3 separate regions of the Mus musculus genome follow, and all the other regions are linked to region 1. The links are chromatin contacts, called in public Hi-C and HiChIP or PLAC-seq maps. All regions are on one chromosome and are shown on one strand. Each heading gives the region's core, a stretch centred on a gene start, on an enhancer-like site or on the middle of the called end of the contact. The rest is flanking DNA. Distances are from core to core; before and after follow the strand shown.

What was found. Hi-C and Micro-C count contacts between places; a contact is called where the count stands out from the background. HiChIP or PLAC-seq counts read pairs in DNA pulled down with a chosen protein or histone mark.
Region 2: a contact with region 1 is called in a Hi-C map of uterus, with 5 times the contacts expected there. The contact joins two enhancer-like sites. A contact is called at or near these places in 5 of 39 promoter capture datasets (cranial neural crest, frontonasal cranial neural crest, maxillary cranial neural crest and 2 more), 19 of 484 Hi-C or Micro-C datasets (B cells, the G1E-ER4 cell line, bone marrow-derived macrophages and 14 more), 5 of 115 datasets of contacts at active chromatin or transcription factors (T-cell acute lymphoblastic leukemia, embryonic basal ganglia, embryonic limb bud and 2 more) and 1 of 9 other capture datasets (embryonic stem cells).
Region 3: a contact with region 1 is called in an H3K27ac HiChIP or PLAC-seq map of heart atrium, with 6 times the contacts expected there. The contact joins two enhancer-like sites. A contact is called at or near these places in 1 of 484 Hi-C or Micro-C datasets (uterus) and 6 of 115 datasets of contacts at active chromatin or transcription factors (the NIH/3T3 cell line, cardiomyocytes, fibro-adipogenic progenitors and 3 more).

Annotation. Positions count from the first base shown.
Region 1 is chr13:101,710,619-101,715,642 of GRCm38.p6, reverse strand. The region is part of intron 2 of Pik3r1 (phosphoinositide-3-kinase regulatory subunit 1); the gene reads left to right. Among named protein-coding and RNA genes, the nearest start is that of Pik3r1, 55 kb to the left of the region's middle. Within about 2 kb of position 2,337, at least 37 of the 459 cell types and tissues checked have an H3K27ac peak or open chromatin away from gene starts, as enhancers often do. A contact at or near this core is called in heart atrium and uterus, where this site is marked.
Region 2 is chr13:100,940,946-100,945,969 of GRCm38.p6, reverse strand. It overlaps the pseudogene Gm10257. Among named protein-coding and RNA genes, the nearest start is that of Gm41042, 54 kb to the left of the region's middle. Within about 2 kb of position 2,604, at least 14 of the 459 cell types and tissues checked have an H3K27ac peak or open chromatin away from gene starts, as enhancers often do. A contact at or near this core is called in uterus, where this site is marked.
Region 3 is chr13:102,229,810-102,234,833 of GRCm38.p6, reverse strand. No RefSeq gene overlaps it. Among named protein-coding and RNA genes, the nearest start is that of Gm36703, 120 kb to the left of the region's middle. Within about 2 kb of position 2,128, at least 83 of the 459 cell types and tissues checked have an H3K27ac peak or open chromatin away from gene starts, as enhancers often do. A contact at or near this core is called in heart atrium and uterus, where this site is marked.

The DNA of each region.
Region 1 (5,024 bases), core at 1,088-3,587:
AGAGCATACATGTTAAAAGGTGTGGGGACATTTAGCTGGTGCCATTAACACTCCTTCCTTCATGCATTCAACAAAGAGCCAAGTGCCACCACGAGAACATATGTGAAATGTGATTTTTTTTTCTCTTACTCCCCACTTCCACCTCCCCATTCTTTCTTTTAGGGGTTATCTAAGTCATGCTTCAAATGAAATCTTTCTAAGCCAACAGACCAAAGGACCAACTTCCTTATAAATCACTGGCCTTTGAAATTCCTTGGACTCAACTATAAATTATTTTCTTGCTAGGAAATGGGGGTGGGGGGCTCACTCTCTTCCCTATTTACCTCCTGCTCAGCATTTTAATTCGCTGTGCACAGTAAGTTGTCATCTTTACATCACATTCCAATTTAGGTGATAAAGATCACAATTAATTAGCTTGCCTGTCAAAGATTAAGTGTAACCTTGCCCTTCTGTATCCTGAAGTCACTTTATGGCTTTAGTAGAGGCCGTCAGGCAAAGCTGTGCACCTGCATATACTTCCTAAGACCTCTGCCTGCTGTTTGTTTCTGAGGCTGACCTAGAAGCCAGTCTAGAAATAAGATTAAGTGGACATAGACTCCTATTCTCTTCTGACTTGTGGAGCAAAAAAAAGATGAGGCAGGGGATGAACTTGGAGATGTTGAGAAGTAAGGAGTGTAGGATACCTGCAAGGACTCTCAGGCGTCAGTTCAAATCTGTTAGCCGCCTGAAAATGTCAGTGTTACTAGTAACCCTAGTTACCTCAGAAAACAGTGGTTACACCTGAAAATTTACTTTCACATCAACTCCCATATTTCACTGCCCATCCTTGCGTCTTCATTCTCCAAAGCAAAACCTAGTTCACTTGTGGAAGCTTAATAGAATTTATCACACAATCATTCCAACTTAGTTTATCCTTCAGATTCAGAGACTTGAAGTCAAATAACTTACAGACTAGTGTTATGGTCCTTATTAGGAGACAATATGATAAGTTCAAAATAGTATAATATTTGAGTTAACTTCTGAAAAGATACTGAGTATTATTTATAGAGTGAGAAGCAAAACGTTAATAACTACTCTGTCAGATACGCTTCAAGCTCCTCTCCTTAAGAAGTACTAGGAAAACTGACCTAATATTATATAGAGAGTCTACTTTTAAATTTTGTCATCGTGAATGAATATCGAAAAAAATCTTTTAATGGAGCAGGGAAGATTGCCCAGTAGTTAAGAGTACTGGCTACTCTTTCAGAGGACCCACACTCAGTTCCCAGCACCCACGTGGCAGCTACAACTATCAATAACTACAGTTCTAGGGGATTCAGTGCCCTCTTCTGGCCTCCTTGGGCACCTGGGGAACATGTGGTTCATGTAGAGACATGCAGACAGACATTACTAGATGTAAAAATGAAACCTTTTAAATCTATTAATCATTCTGGGATTAATGATTGTCTTTCTACACCCTGGGTACTTTGTCCACTAACTCATATAATTACTCCCATTTTACAGAAAACAAAAAAAAAAAAACAAAAAAAAAACCTCAGGTCTAAAGTCAATTAACTTGTCCAAGATTACTGTTCTTAAGTGGTACCCCAAGGATGGAAACACACGTCTCTTTGTGCTTTTAATCATGTCAGCACTACTGATGAAACCAGTGTGTACCAAAATGAACAAACCCATGGTTTATTTTTCTACTTTGTTTTTGATTCTTAGTCTTACTGTCTTGCCCAAAGAGCGCACCAGCTTTTGATGTGGCTTGCAGCCCACAGAGCTTAAGAAGTTTGAAGTCCAGGGTATTAGCTGTTATAGGTAGACAGTATGAACGTGCTTACAGCGTTTGTTTAAGAAAAGAATTGGGGTTGCTTTGATTTGTGTCCACTATTTTTTTTCCCCTCTTTTGAAGTCACTAGAGAAGATTGGTACAGACAGAAAGAAAGCTTGGATTCAGCAAGTCAGTAGACACGTTAACATCTTGACTTAATATCGATCCCCATTTGCATATATCCTTTCTTTCCTGTGTAGTCCATGTTAGATTTTGAGTGGAAACGAGGAACTTTTCACACACTTCCAAGCCGCTTCCATTAGGAATGAAATACTTGGCTTGGGCAGTCTCTGCGTTTTGATGTTTCCGCTTAAACTTTCCACTCGCTCCTGCCAGGCACTAACTTTAAAATGTCTTTTTCTTTTCTTTTAATTTTTTTTTTTTAATGGAGAACGCCTCCAGGAGCTGCAGCTGTGTGTTGGTTTCATCTTGCACTTGGTAGCGCTGGCACCACTTAGAGCACAGAATGCTCCTATCTCCCACACACCTCTGGTGCCCAGGAGTGTTGAGGCTTGCCCACTTCAGTAGTCTGGGAAGGGCTTCAGGTTGGAGAGAGGTTCTCTTCTGTTCTGTGATTGGCTGTCCCCAGGGTCCGCAGAAAGAGCAAACAGAACATGCTGCCTCCAACGTCGCATGAGTAATTTCTTCTATGACCTGGGGCTCCTGGTTCACCGGAGTTCTTGTAAGTGTGGAAGGCTAGCCTACCTGCCTTCCTTAGCAATTAGACATACTAGTTTAGACTCACTCTTCTCAGACCTTTCGACTCTTCTTCCTTTGTTTTCTTTTTCCTTTTTCCTTGCACAACATTAACTTTTTCTGATGAAAAATGATTTGGCTAAGTGAGAGACTGGGCTTGGGTGTGTCAGGAAATCTACAGATACTTCCAGATGCGGAAGAAGGATTGTAGCTCTGCAGCCCTTAGACAACGCAGTAGGGCAAGCTTCCAACCCCAAGTGCATTCTGATTCAGAAGCAGACTGTCTGGAGAATTGCATCGAATGGAATGTATATGTAAAATGGAAATGTTCAGCCTGCTAATTTGGGTTTTGCTTGGCAGCCCCAACCTGTATATTCTGTAGGGTTTTTTGTTTGTTTGTTTGTTTGTTTGTTTGTTTTTATTGAAATTTTTGGTACCATTTTGTTTTATCAGAGTTTGATTTGATGCTTCATCATGGACAGGGAACAGTTAGCCTGTTAGTCATCCCTAGCTACTTACTTCCTGCTGGAATCACTTACGATGAAATCTACGGACAGAAATATAGGTCTTACATGTGTATTTAATGGGGTTAGAGAATAGTTAGGCTTAGAATTGTTGTAAGAAAGTAACACTTGTTTTAGAGTGCTGTTTAGAATTCCAGGGATGGTCCCCATTGTCTAAAGCAGGCAATCGGAACGGCCGTAGCATCCAAGCCTGAATATTTCTGAGAGGAAGCGTGCCGAGTGAGAGACCTTCTACCAAGGAGTAGGACATCCTAGAATTGTTGTTGTTTTCATTGTCTTACCTTGTAAAGTTTGCCCTGTCAAGTTCCCCTTGCGCAATCTCCATCAGCTGTTGTGAGTCATACCTTTGCCCAATCTAGCTTCTTCGGTATTAAAAAATTCAGCTGGGTATCTCCTCGATACGGCACAAAAAAGGAGAACTCTTCCTCCCCCTCTATGTGCACAGTGCTTTGAAAAGGCCAGTGTTCTCACTACAGTGGCTTTCAGAGACCTCATCTAGCAGTAGTCTAGTTGTGAGATGGAGACACTCTGTAGCTCAGGATATTGATTTTTGTTTTTTGTTTTTTTTTTCAGCTGAAGTAGAGGAAGATAGAAACCTCCTGTGTGTGCAAGCACTTGCCCAGCCAGCAACTGTTGGGTGCATATTTCAATAATAGTTACATGAAATTTTTAATTATCATTTAATTTAGTTTTTATATTTGCCCATGGAAATGATCGAGTTGATAAGATTTTGGAAAGAGATAAACTTTATTAAGCAATTCCGATCTCTGTGCCAGTGGGTTTTTTTTTTTTTTTTCCGATGAAAAATGCTTGTGTTACATGTGAAGGGGAGAGGACTTGAGGATTAGTTATGTGAGTGCGGTAGGGGTGTGTGTCTCTACTACTTACCCTTGGGTTTGGGATTTGGGCTGTGCTGAGGCTTGTTAGCAGGAAGACCCTGTACTGAATCCTGATGGGTAGCTCTTCTCTTTGTCTTCAGTTTCTTCTGTACATATGTATGTGGACAGGATGACCTTCATTTTGTTCCATGTAGAAGGGAAGGTATTTGTGGGAGAGGATACTGCTGTGAGCTGAAACTCTGAAGTCAAGGGAAGTGGTTTAAAGTTTATCAAAGGAAATGAAATGGTTTGCCCTTTGCAGCTGTTGCTGCTGGTGTGTGTGTGTGCGTGCGTGTATGTGTCTATGTGTGTGTGGTATGTGTGTATGTGTCTTTTGCATGTTTGCCTTCTTCTAGCCAAGGTCTTTTGTTAGGAGATAGCCCAGGCTGTCTCTTACCTTGTAACCTTCCAGCTGTAGCCTCCCAAGTGCTGGATTACAGTCCTGCACTGCCATTATCAGTGCTGATCCTTAGTACTTACAATGGGTTTAGTTAGGAATTTTCTTAACATCATATACAACTTATAATATTTGCAGCGCTGAAACCTAATTATGACCATTTAGTGTTTCTAGGAGTATATGAACTGTCTGTTCTAGCTAATTATAAACACCTGAACTTATGCATTAATGACAGACAAGTTACTCCTGAAGATGTCGTCATTAAGATTCACAACCTGTATTTTGGAGTTTGAGAAATTTAAGGTGAAATGTTTAGCTCCCTCTTCTGGCATAGTTTTGAAAACTACTTTTACTTCAGCCACCCCCACCCCCTTTCTGAATAAGAACATGGTCATCACTGTAATGTTGTCAGAGGGAGGCATTTGAGATTGTCATCCTATTTGATCGTTTGTATTGTTGCCATTGGTAAAATATTCACATAACATATGAAGACACAGCATATCACAATACTTGGTTAAGAGCATTTGTTGCTCTTACAGAGGATCCAGGTTTAGTTCCCTGCACCCACATCTGTAACTCCAGTTCCAGGGAATCTAATGCATTGTCTTTCCTCAAAAGTACCAGGCACACAAGTGGTGCATATACATCATATACATAAATGCCAGCAGAACACTCATACACATAATATGAAATAAATCTTAAAACCATTTGAA
Region 2 (5,024 bases), core at 1,355-3,854, 770 kb after region 1:
TACAAGTACATGTGCTTAATGTTGTCAGTCTTCTGTGCTGTTCCTGTAAGTTTGCTATTAAAATACATTAAACTAAAAAAAAAAAAAAAAAAAAGTTGTACTTTGTAGTAAGAACGAGCCTGGAAAGCAACAGGAGTCTGTAGTATCCAGGAGTCTGTAGTTACAACACTGTATCCTGGAGTCTGTAGTTACAACACTGTATCCTGGAGTCTGTAGTTACAACACTGTATCCTGGAGTCTGTAGTTACAACACTGTATCCTGGAGTCTGTAGTTACAACACTGTATCCTGGAGTCTGTAGTTACAACACTGTATCCTGGAGTCTGTAGTTACAACACTGTATCCTGGAGTCTGTAGTTACAACACTGTATCCTGGAGTCTGTAGTTACAACACTGTATCCTGGAGTCTGTAGTTACAACACTGTATCCTGGAGTCTGTAGTTACAACACTGTATCCTGGAGTCTGTAGTTACAACACTGTATCCTGGAGTCTGTAGTTACAACACTGTATCCTGGAGTCTGTAGTTACAACACTGTATCCTGGAGTCTGTAGTTACAACACTGTATCCTGGAGTCTGTAGTTACAATACTGTATCCTGGAGTCTGTAGTTACAACACTGTATCCTGGAGTCTGTAGTTACAACACTGTATCCTGGAAGTCCAGCTAATAGTAGAGTGTCAATGTGGATACTTCTACCACAAGAAGGTAACTATGTGGCTGATAGGTTCCTTTCCTTGACTTTGCCCCACATATACACATCTGTGACGTATACTTTAAAGTTACATGATTGTAGTGACTAAATAAATATAATATCCTATATCGTGTCATATGTCAATATAATACCAAGAGCTACTAAATAATATCTTCAAATATCTCTCTAATCCTCTAATCCAGAATTATGATGCTAAAAGTCCATACTTAAAGTCCACCTATAGATATAGTGTTCATATAGACACAGAACTGTAGCACTTGGCCTTGAGAACAATCCCAACATGTCCTCCCCCCTCTCTGCTCCCCACTGCAGCCCCTCCCCAGGCCACAGTGCCAGCTCAGCCTCCATGGCTGGGTGCTGAGGACCCTGGCCACAGAGACTGCCCATCCTTCATCCACAGCCACTAGTTGCCAAGTGAGGACAGGGCAGAGCTGACCAGTTGTCTTTATGCGTTGTCCCATCAACCAATCTGTCTGGCAATATTCATGAGCTGGACATTACAAGTGGACATTAGTTACATTCAAAGTGAAAGGTCACTTGGCTGCCAAGAGCTAGCTGAAGTGCCAAGAACCCCTGTCAGGTTCTAACGAGCCTGCCGCAAAACCCAAGGGCTGGAAAAGGGTTCCAGACTCCTACCTAGGACCTCCCACTTAACAGAGAGAAGGAAGGGATGATGCTGTGTCATGGGGAAAACAAACCTCGTGTGCCCTTGCTGTTAAAGTAGAAAGCAAGCCACATGCACCAATCTCTCTGATAGGTTAGCCAAGAAAATGCCACTAAAATCATCCAGTGGGATTGGTTTAAAGATTTCCAGTCAGCACAAACTATTAAAATGAAATGAAGTCGCAGCTTGCTCTCCAGTAAGCCTTATCTTTCAGTTGTCTCGGGGTTTCCCATGATTTTAGGATAAGGCTAATGTAATGTTTGCTTCAGGTGACTTAGTCATCATTAGAAAAGGAGAAGGAGACAAGCTCACTGGGTTATTGCTACCTTTGTGCCCCAAAGCGAGGCTTAACTCTATGAGTCCATCTACTAGAACTCAGTTTAATTTCTTCTCACAGCCAGTGGTCATGCGCACTGCAGGCAGAGGCCTGGAGAGGAGCTGGTATGCATGAGGCTTCCAAACCTCCAACGCTAAAGCCATCTACCTCCATTTCAGTGCACAAGAGGGCTAACCAGTACCCCGGAGCTCTTGACTCTAGCTGCATATGCATCAAAAGATGGCCTAGTCGGCCATCACTGGAATGAGAGGCCCATTGGACACGCAAACTTTATATGCCCCAGTACAGGGGAACGCCAGGGCCATAAAAGGGGAGTGGGTGGGTAGGGGAGAGGGGGTGGGTGGCTATGGGGGACTTTTGGTATAGCATTGCAAATGTAAATGAGCGAAATACCTAATAAAAAATGGAAAAAAAAAAAAAAAAGAGGGCAATCAGCACTGGAAAGTGGAACTCTCCAGGCAGAGACTGTAGCCAGCTGAATCCCCCACCAGCACTCTCTCCTGCCCTGCCCCTGCCCTGCCCAGTACCCTTGGCAGCCCATGTCCCCATAAAGCCCCACACCCCAGATCTTTCCTCAGAGGCAGCTGTGACCTATTCCCTCAGGGCAAGGCACTGTATTTTCCGAGGTAACACCTAGCTAATCTCACATAATCTAGTCTGAAAGAGTCAGTGCATATTATCGGATTAATGGGCTATTACTCCTAGAAAATACAATTTGCATCCTAGAGACCCAAAGTCTTAACCAAAGGCACGCCAGGAAGGGAGTCAATTTTGCAAGGGGTGGAAAGCTCAAGAACAAATTTTAAAACTCGGAGCAGCTGTGCCTACTCCCACAGCTGGGAAAGTTTCGAGTTTCATGGTTTTAAAAGCTACCTAATCATGCCTCTATGCAATCTTTGTTCTGATGTTTTTCCTCCTCAGCAGTGTGGTGCACAGGGGCCAACTTCTCTTAACCTCAGAACAACAAAGGCTGATCATGGAGATGCTATATTTCATTTCAGGGAATTTTTTAATTTAATAAAGTATTACCACCTTACACTTATTTAAAGTACCTGTGCCTTGTATTTAATTATTTTTATTTCGGTCTATTTTTAGTAAACGTAACTACTTCAAAGATGTATAAAAATGTTTTTTTTGTTTTGTTTTTTTTTATTACATATTTTCCTCAATTATATTTTCAATGCTATCCCAAAAGTTCCCCCCACCCTCCCCCCCCCCACTCCCCTACCCACCTATTCCCATTTTTTGGCCCTGGCGTTCCCCTGTACTGGGGCATATAAAGTTTGCCTGTTTAATGGGCCTCTCTTTCCAGTGATGGCCGACTAGGCCATCTTTTGATACATATGCAGCTAGAGTCAAGAGCTCTGGGGTACTGGTTAGTTCATAATGTTGTTGCACCTACAGGGTTGCAGATCTCTTTAGCTCCTTGGATACTTTCTCTAGCTCCTCCATTGGGGGCCCTGTGATCCATCCAATAGTTGACTGTGAGTATCCACTTCTGTGTTTGCTAGGCCCCGGCCTAGTCTCACAAGAGACAGCTATATCACGGTCCTTGCAACAAACGCTTGCTAGTGTATGCAATGGTGTCATCGTTTGGAGGTTAATTATGGGATGGATCCCTGGATATGGTAGTCTCTAGATGGTCCATCCTTTTGTCTCAGCTCCAAACTTTGTCTCTGTAACTCCTTCCATGGGTGATTGTTTCCAATTCTAAGAAGGGGCAAAGTGCCCACACTTTGGTCTTCGTTCTTCTTCAGTTTCAAATGTTTTAAAGAATAGCTATTCATTACAATAGCTTTTTGTGTTTTGGGATTTGGGGATATGTTGTTTTGTTTTTTCAGTTTTGTTGTTGTTTTGGCTCTTGGTTATTTTTAGACAGGGTCTCATGTAGCCCAGGCTAGCTTCAGATCAATATGTTGCTAAGGGTGGCCTTGAATTTCTGGTCTTCCTCTTCTTGAGAGCTGGGATTATAGGCATGCAACCCTAACACCATGTTTATGTGGTGCGTGGAAACAAAAGCAGGGATTCCCATGTGTTAGATAAACACTCTAGCAAACAAGCCATATCCCCAGCAGCTCATTATAGATATTCTATGTGTCAGCGTGGTATACTACATATATACGCACTCACAAACCTATGAGCTAGAAGACCCCTGTTTTTCAGATAAGAAAATGGAGGTGCCGGGAAGAGAAGGTTACTCTGCCAGGATCACATAGTTGGAAGCATTAGAAGAATGGGAGCCGAGCTCCACCTCCTGAGCCTTGCCTCTCTCTGTCAGAATAACTACTTTCTCCAGCCAACTGGGAAAGGAGAATCCATAATTCGGCTTTCTTGGGCTTTTCAACCTTACAATAACCAAACCTATATTTTTAAAAAGTCCCCCATACCAGAAACATCATTAGCCCCAGGAAACTTGTTAAACACTGTGGATCCCACCCCAACCGTAAAGTATAAGGAGCTCTGGGGTGGGCTCTGCCCTGGAGCTCAGCAAGCCCTCCAGATCACCCTGGTGAAAGGCAAGCTTCACTGAAGTCAGTCATGAGTGTGGGTTCTTAAAGTTTGGGGATGGGTCAGCTGCAACCCACTTCTTTTTGTTTGTTTGTTTGTTTTTTGTTTTTTGTTTTGTTTTGTTTTGTTTCTTTCAAGACAGGGTTTCTCTGTATAGCCCTGGCTGTCCTGGAACTCACTTTGTGGACCAGGCTGGCTTCAAACTCAGAAATCTGCCTGCCTCTGCCTCCCGAGTGCTGGGATTAAAGGTGTGTGCTACCACCCCACTGCTGCAACCCGCTTCTTAACATCAGTTTCATGCGTCTTTTCTTTTCAGTTAGAAACTTGCATGTCACTTTATTGTAACCCTAGAGAGATTTGAACTAACAAGTGTTATCGGTGAATGCTTGGCAGGTATGTAACCCTAGGAATAGAAATGAGGTCATCTATACAGGAAAAAAAAAAAAAATCCTCAAACACAAATCTTGGAAGGTTGCCTGTGGAGTTTGAAAGTGATGTGATGAGCTTTAAAAGAACAGAAAAGGTTATCTAACTTGGTTTCCCCTAATCAGTTCCATTAGCCTATGCCCTGCCTGTGTAAGATTATGCACGGAGCTGTTAAAAGTTCCCAGAGGGTTCAGCTGCCGAGCATCTGAACTGGACGTCACCTTTTCTCTTCCTCCTCTGCTCCTTCTTTCTTAACCGGAAATAAGACAGGAAAGGCAGCTTTAGCGTGCAGCATGCTAGCAGCCACCCTGCCTTTCCACAAGTGTTCACAAGATGGCACCAGGCCAGCCTCAGGCGCACCGCGCACCTGAGCCCGT
Region 3 (5,024 bases), core at 879-3,378, 520 kb before region 1:
CGCACTTTGAAGTCAAGCAGAGAGTTCTTCAAATTAAGAGCCTACTAGATCTCCAACCTTGAGAACACTGCACACATCCTGGGGGGGGGGGCAGTTTTATTCATCTCATTTTATATAAGGCTCTTCATGGGTGTGGAAATGAGAAATTGCTCTCTGGTGCTATTCTTTTCTGCACTCTTCTTATTGGAACATTTATAAGCATAGACTCTACAGGAAGACATTAAAATGGTAAAATTATTCTGAAAAATTTTACCTAAAATAGAAGCAAGTAAACATAAGAGAAGCAACGTAAGTAAGTATGCTTTTAGTGCACAAAAGAGACTCCTGTGGACATTACTCTTTTCATGTTTGGATGATGCACCTATAGCTTGAATAGTCTTCATCTTCTCCATTTTCCAGGTAAACATATGGCCAAGGCAAGATGGGAGATTTTAGCTAAGATCCCATAGCTTGTCTTTGGCAAAGCTGTAACCGGTATTCAGCTCTTCTTGAAATTTTGTGGGGTCAGGTGGAACAACTTCAGCCCCCATACCTTAGCAGGACTTGGAGAAGGGCAACCTCAAGTGACTAACTCAGTGGCTGTATTTTAAGCCTCTCTCTTCCTTTTTGGTTTTGCTTCCTTGCTGGGGATTGATGATGGAAATTATAGAACCCTCATTCCAAACCTTCAAAACTGTCTGATTATGTGCCTAGTAATAAGGATGTATGAAAAAAACCTTTATTCTGAATGGATTCTAGAGGATATAGAATTGAAACACAACGGCAGAAATCTCTCTGTATTATAAAGCCTCATTTGGGAAGAAAGGGTTGTTTCTGACTCATCTTTGGATCCAAGGATGACTACAGAGCCTGCCATGTGGGAAGCACCTGTGTGGTGTTTTGAAGGATCCTACTGGCAGCCCCTGTGATGATTGGTACCCGTTATCATAAACAGTCAAGCTGGAATAGACCAGACATCAACTGTCACAAGTAAATACGTCTCCTGACAACTTTGTGCGTTCTGTTCTAAATCTAGAGTGCTTACCTGGGAATGATAGGACAGATCCCAGATGTGTCTCCATAGCCTGGGAGACTCCCTCTACTTGGTACACAGAGGCAGTTGCTTTTGCAGTTGTTATGATCTGAGCTAGAGCTTCAGGTCTAGTTCATCTCCATGGAAAAGTAATTTTATTTATTTATGTATTTATCTGTGTGTAGGTGTGAAGTTATATGCACCACATGTCTCCAGGTACCCAGGGAGGCTAAAGAGAACATCGCATCGCATATATTTAAATTTTCTGGTAGTGTAAGCCATCCTAGGTAGGTACGGAGAACTGAACTCTGTACTCTGTGATGGACTAAGCATCCTTAACAACTGAGCCATCTCTCTAGTCCGGAAAAGCACATTGAAATAAAAGAACACACAACTACATCTCTTTGGAGTCTCTGCTTGCCTCCAACCTTGCCATGGAGGATGCAGGGAAAGATAGTGACTTCCGGAAGAGTGAAGAGCCCTCAGTATCTGCTGAGAGAAGACTGGCATTTGGTTTCAGTCTACACGGTCGCTGGAAGTTGACCTGGCTTGTCTTTTACTCCTAAGCTCACTTCACACACTCCAGATTCTATGTCAATATCAGCAAACAATTCCTGTTGCCATTTCCATTCTTGTAAAGGAGTTAAATTAGAGTGGAGGGGTGAAGTAACTTGCCTGAAATCATAGAGAGTGAGTGGCCAATGTCATTCTTCACAGCTACACTGCCACCACGCAATGTTGGCCAGGTGAGAGATGCCCTGCCCTTCTCTTTTCTTATAAGAGAAATGAGGGAGGAACACTGACTGCCTCAGACTAGAAGGAAAGGTAATTTGGAAAATGCAGGAAAACGCTCATTTCTCCAAGCATTCCGGCTCCTTCTGTTCTCTTCTGTCCCTCACATAACCTGGCAAGGGGAAACATTGCCTCTTGAGCAATCCTGTAGAAATATAAAGCTGAAAAGAATATACCTCTCACCAGAGCCAAAGATAACAAGGCTGATTTGTTCAGACTTATTATTTTGTTTCAATAAAAGATCTGTCTCTGGTTTCCCCAGCAGTCCCACAGAGCCAACCCAAACTGAAAAGACACGCAGCTCAGAGAGTGCAACCTCATTGTTGAAACATGACAGATACTTGAAGAATCAGGAAATTCCTTCTGTATTTAAATGGCCAGCTCCTCAGCCAACACAGTCATGGGTGAAAGAAGACAGCAATACAGTTGTGGCCTGTGAGGCACACAGTGGGGCTTCATGCCCCTGTAGGAACGGATACCCAAGTCTATGCTTGCCAGCTGGCACACATGGTCCATTGACAAGATATGCAGGGCCTGGCCTTCCAGCTTGGAGCAACTGCTGGCAGAACACTGTGAGCATGTCAAAGGAAGGGTGATTTTTTTTTTAAAGGCCCATCGCTGGTTTTGTTTCTTTAAATGGTAGCCACCAAAAAGTTGTGCAAACACTTCAGCTGCGGAATATTTAATCTGACATTTGGCATGACTCCTTTGTTGATCCAAGACAAGAAGAATGTGTGTACGCTCTTAGTTCCTTCATTGCTTACTGGAAAAAAAAGAAAGAAAAGAAAAAGAGAGAGAGAGAGAGAGAGAGAGAGAGAGAGAGAGAGAGAGAGAGAAGGAAAGAAAGAAAAAAGAAAGAAAGAAAGAAAGAAAGGAAGGAAGGAAGGAAGGAAGGAAGGAAGGAAGGAAGGAAGGAAGGAAGGAAGGAAGACAAACCAGATAGGGCAGTTTTATGTTCCTCCTCCTCCTCCTCCTCCTCCTCCTCCTCCTCCTCCTCCTCCTCCTCCTCACTTTGAACTGGGTCTGTAGCTGGATGTAGTCCTGGTTCCCCAGAAATGGAATGATAATTACAGACCGCAAGTAGGGAGATAAATAGTTATTTAACAAGGTGGGTGGACTTGATGCCTTTCCAGAAGGGGCTGATAAAAACTTTAGGGGGTCACCATAACTGTAGGAGGTAGGCAGCTCTTTCTTTAGAATCTGGGATTTCACGGTTTTGGAGCCTCTCATGGAAATATTACCCAAAAGATTCCTCCTTTGTTTTTGGTGAGAAGGAAAAAGCAAAACCCAAACACCAGCAAGAAGAACTTAGTGGGAGTGTCCTACCTGCTGCACTGGTCACACAGTTTGCTGCCTCTGCTCTCCAATTGCCAAGGGGAGACACTCATTCTACTCCTTCTAAGTTGTTTTATTGACACATTGCTTCCTTAGAAAGTGCATCAGTTCTGGATTACCTTTAATTAAAATGAAACAGTTCCTAGCTCTACACTAATGAGAACATGGTCCACCTAGAAAAGTCAGCTCTCCCACAAAGCCTAGGTAGCAGACAGTTCTTTCTCACTGTGTGGAGGGAAAGGACCAAGTCCTGAGCAACATTGCACAGGAAAGCACGAAACTTTCCAGATGCTTCTCCACTAGAGCATGGGAGCGGTTCATTGACGTCAGAAAACACAATTCACATCCCATCCTCTGCAGGCAAGCCAGTCATGCGGACTGGACTCATACCACAAGCCAAGGAAGACAAGCTATTCATCCTCCACCTCTGAATTCTCAGTGGCAACCACTCTGACCTAGAGCGGCAGCTAATATGATCTGTGTCAGAACCAATGATAAGAAGGCTCTGTGCTGTCACTTAGCGCTAGATGATGCAATTCTGAGTCAACAAATTCCTAAAACAATATTCCATTTTATTGTAGGATGGATGAAGCTGGACAGGCAGAGGAGAGAATCGGGCAGAGATATGCAACTAAAGAAAAAAAATCAACCAAAGACCCTGACACTGCAAAGAACATTGCAGACTGATAAATCTGGATATTTCCTTAGTTCTGATTCAAGTTTCCAGGCCACATTCCAAACAAAAGAATTTATCTTTGTTTTTCATGGAAAGTTAAAAAAAACAAACCCTTTTAAGAATAATGTCCATGTTTGTGCTTTTATGGTTTTAGAGTTTGAATAATTCAGTTTGATGAGAAAGAAACTTCTAGAATTCAAAGAAAAACTTTATAGTCAACAAGCAAAAATGGGCCCCACAGTAGGAAATGGCTGTAACAGTGGGTCACTCGGGCAAACACTATTTTGATTTAAAATAGATATGCAAAAAAACACTACTTACTTTCTTCCTCTATTTTGGAGGGTTTTTTTTTTACATTGAATATTTGTTTTACATTTATCAGGAGAGTGACAAATAAATAAATAAATAAATAATAAAAATAAACTGCATTTTTCCAAACTTTCTTCTGTTGGATATGAGCAGTCAGTGTATGGCATAGTCTGCAACATTTGCTATACATTTGAAAAGACTAGAAGAGAATTTAAGCTTCTCAATATATTTAATAAGATAATATATTTAAAAAGCTGCAAAGACTGGATAGCCTGATTTGATCATTAGTGTGTATAATACTATACGTCTATGCAAATATTATGCATAAATTTCAGATAAAAAAAATCTATGCATTCTTTGTCAAAAAACCTAACAGAGTGTTTTTTTTCTGGCAGGGTGTTCCTAAGTCCTGGCATGAGGTAATTCTGAGTGTCTTCACTGTGACAAGGTACACTAAGTCAGAAGACTGCTCTGAAAGCTTTCCAGAAGTTGTTCTTCTCTAAACAGCTTAAATGTGTTCTTCATCACCTTTGTCAAGTGTCGCTCATGTTAAAAGACCTCAATGTCATGTCTCAAGAATGAACAAGTTACAACTAAAACTCAAGTGTGGGTTGTTTCATAGAAATCACTTCTTGGAGTTTCTCAGTCATCTTAGTGGTCTGGTGCCACAAAGAGGGCATTAAGGCATTTGTCAGTAAACAGTTTGGAAGCCCCATAGGGCTTGACAAATCCTCTTAGGTTTCTTACTATTACCTATTGCAGGTGTTGAACAATCATTTAGGGCATAGACTGAAGAATAATGGCATCTCGCATGCTGACTCTACTTGACTTGAAGGAGTTTCTGGAATGTTCTGTTGAGAGGTTGTAGAAGGTGTGGGTGCAAACTGATTAACAATGGCT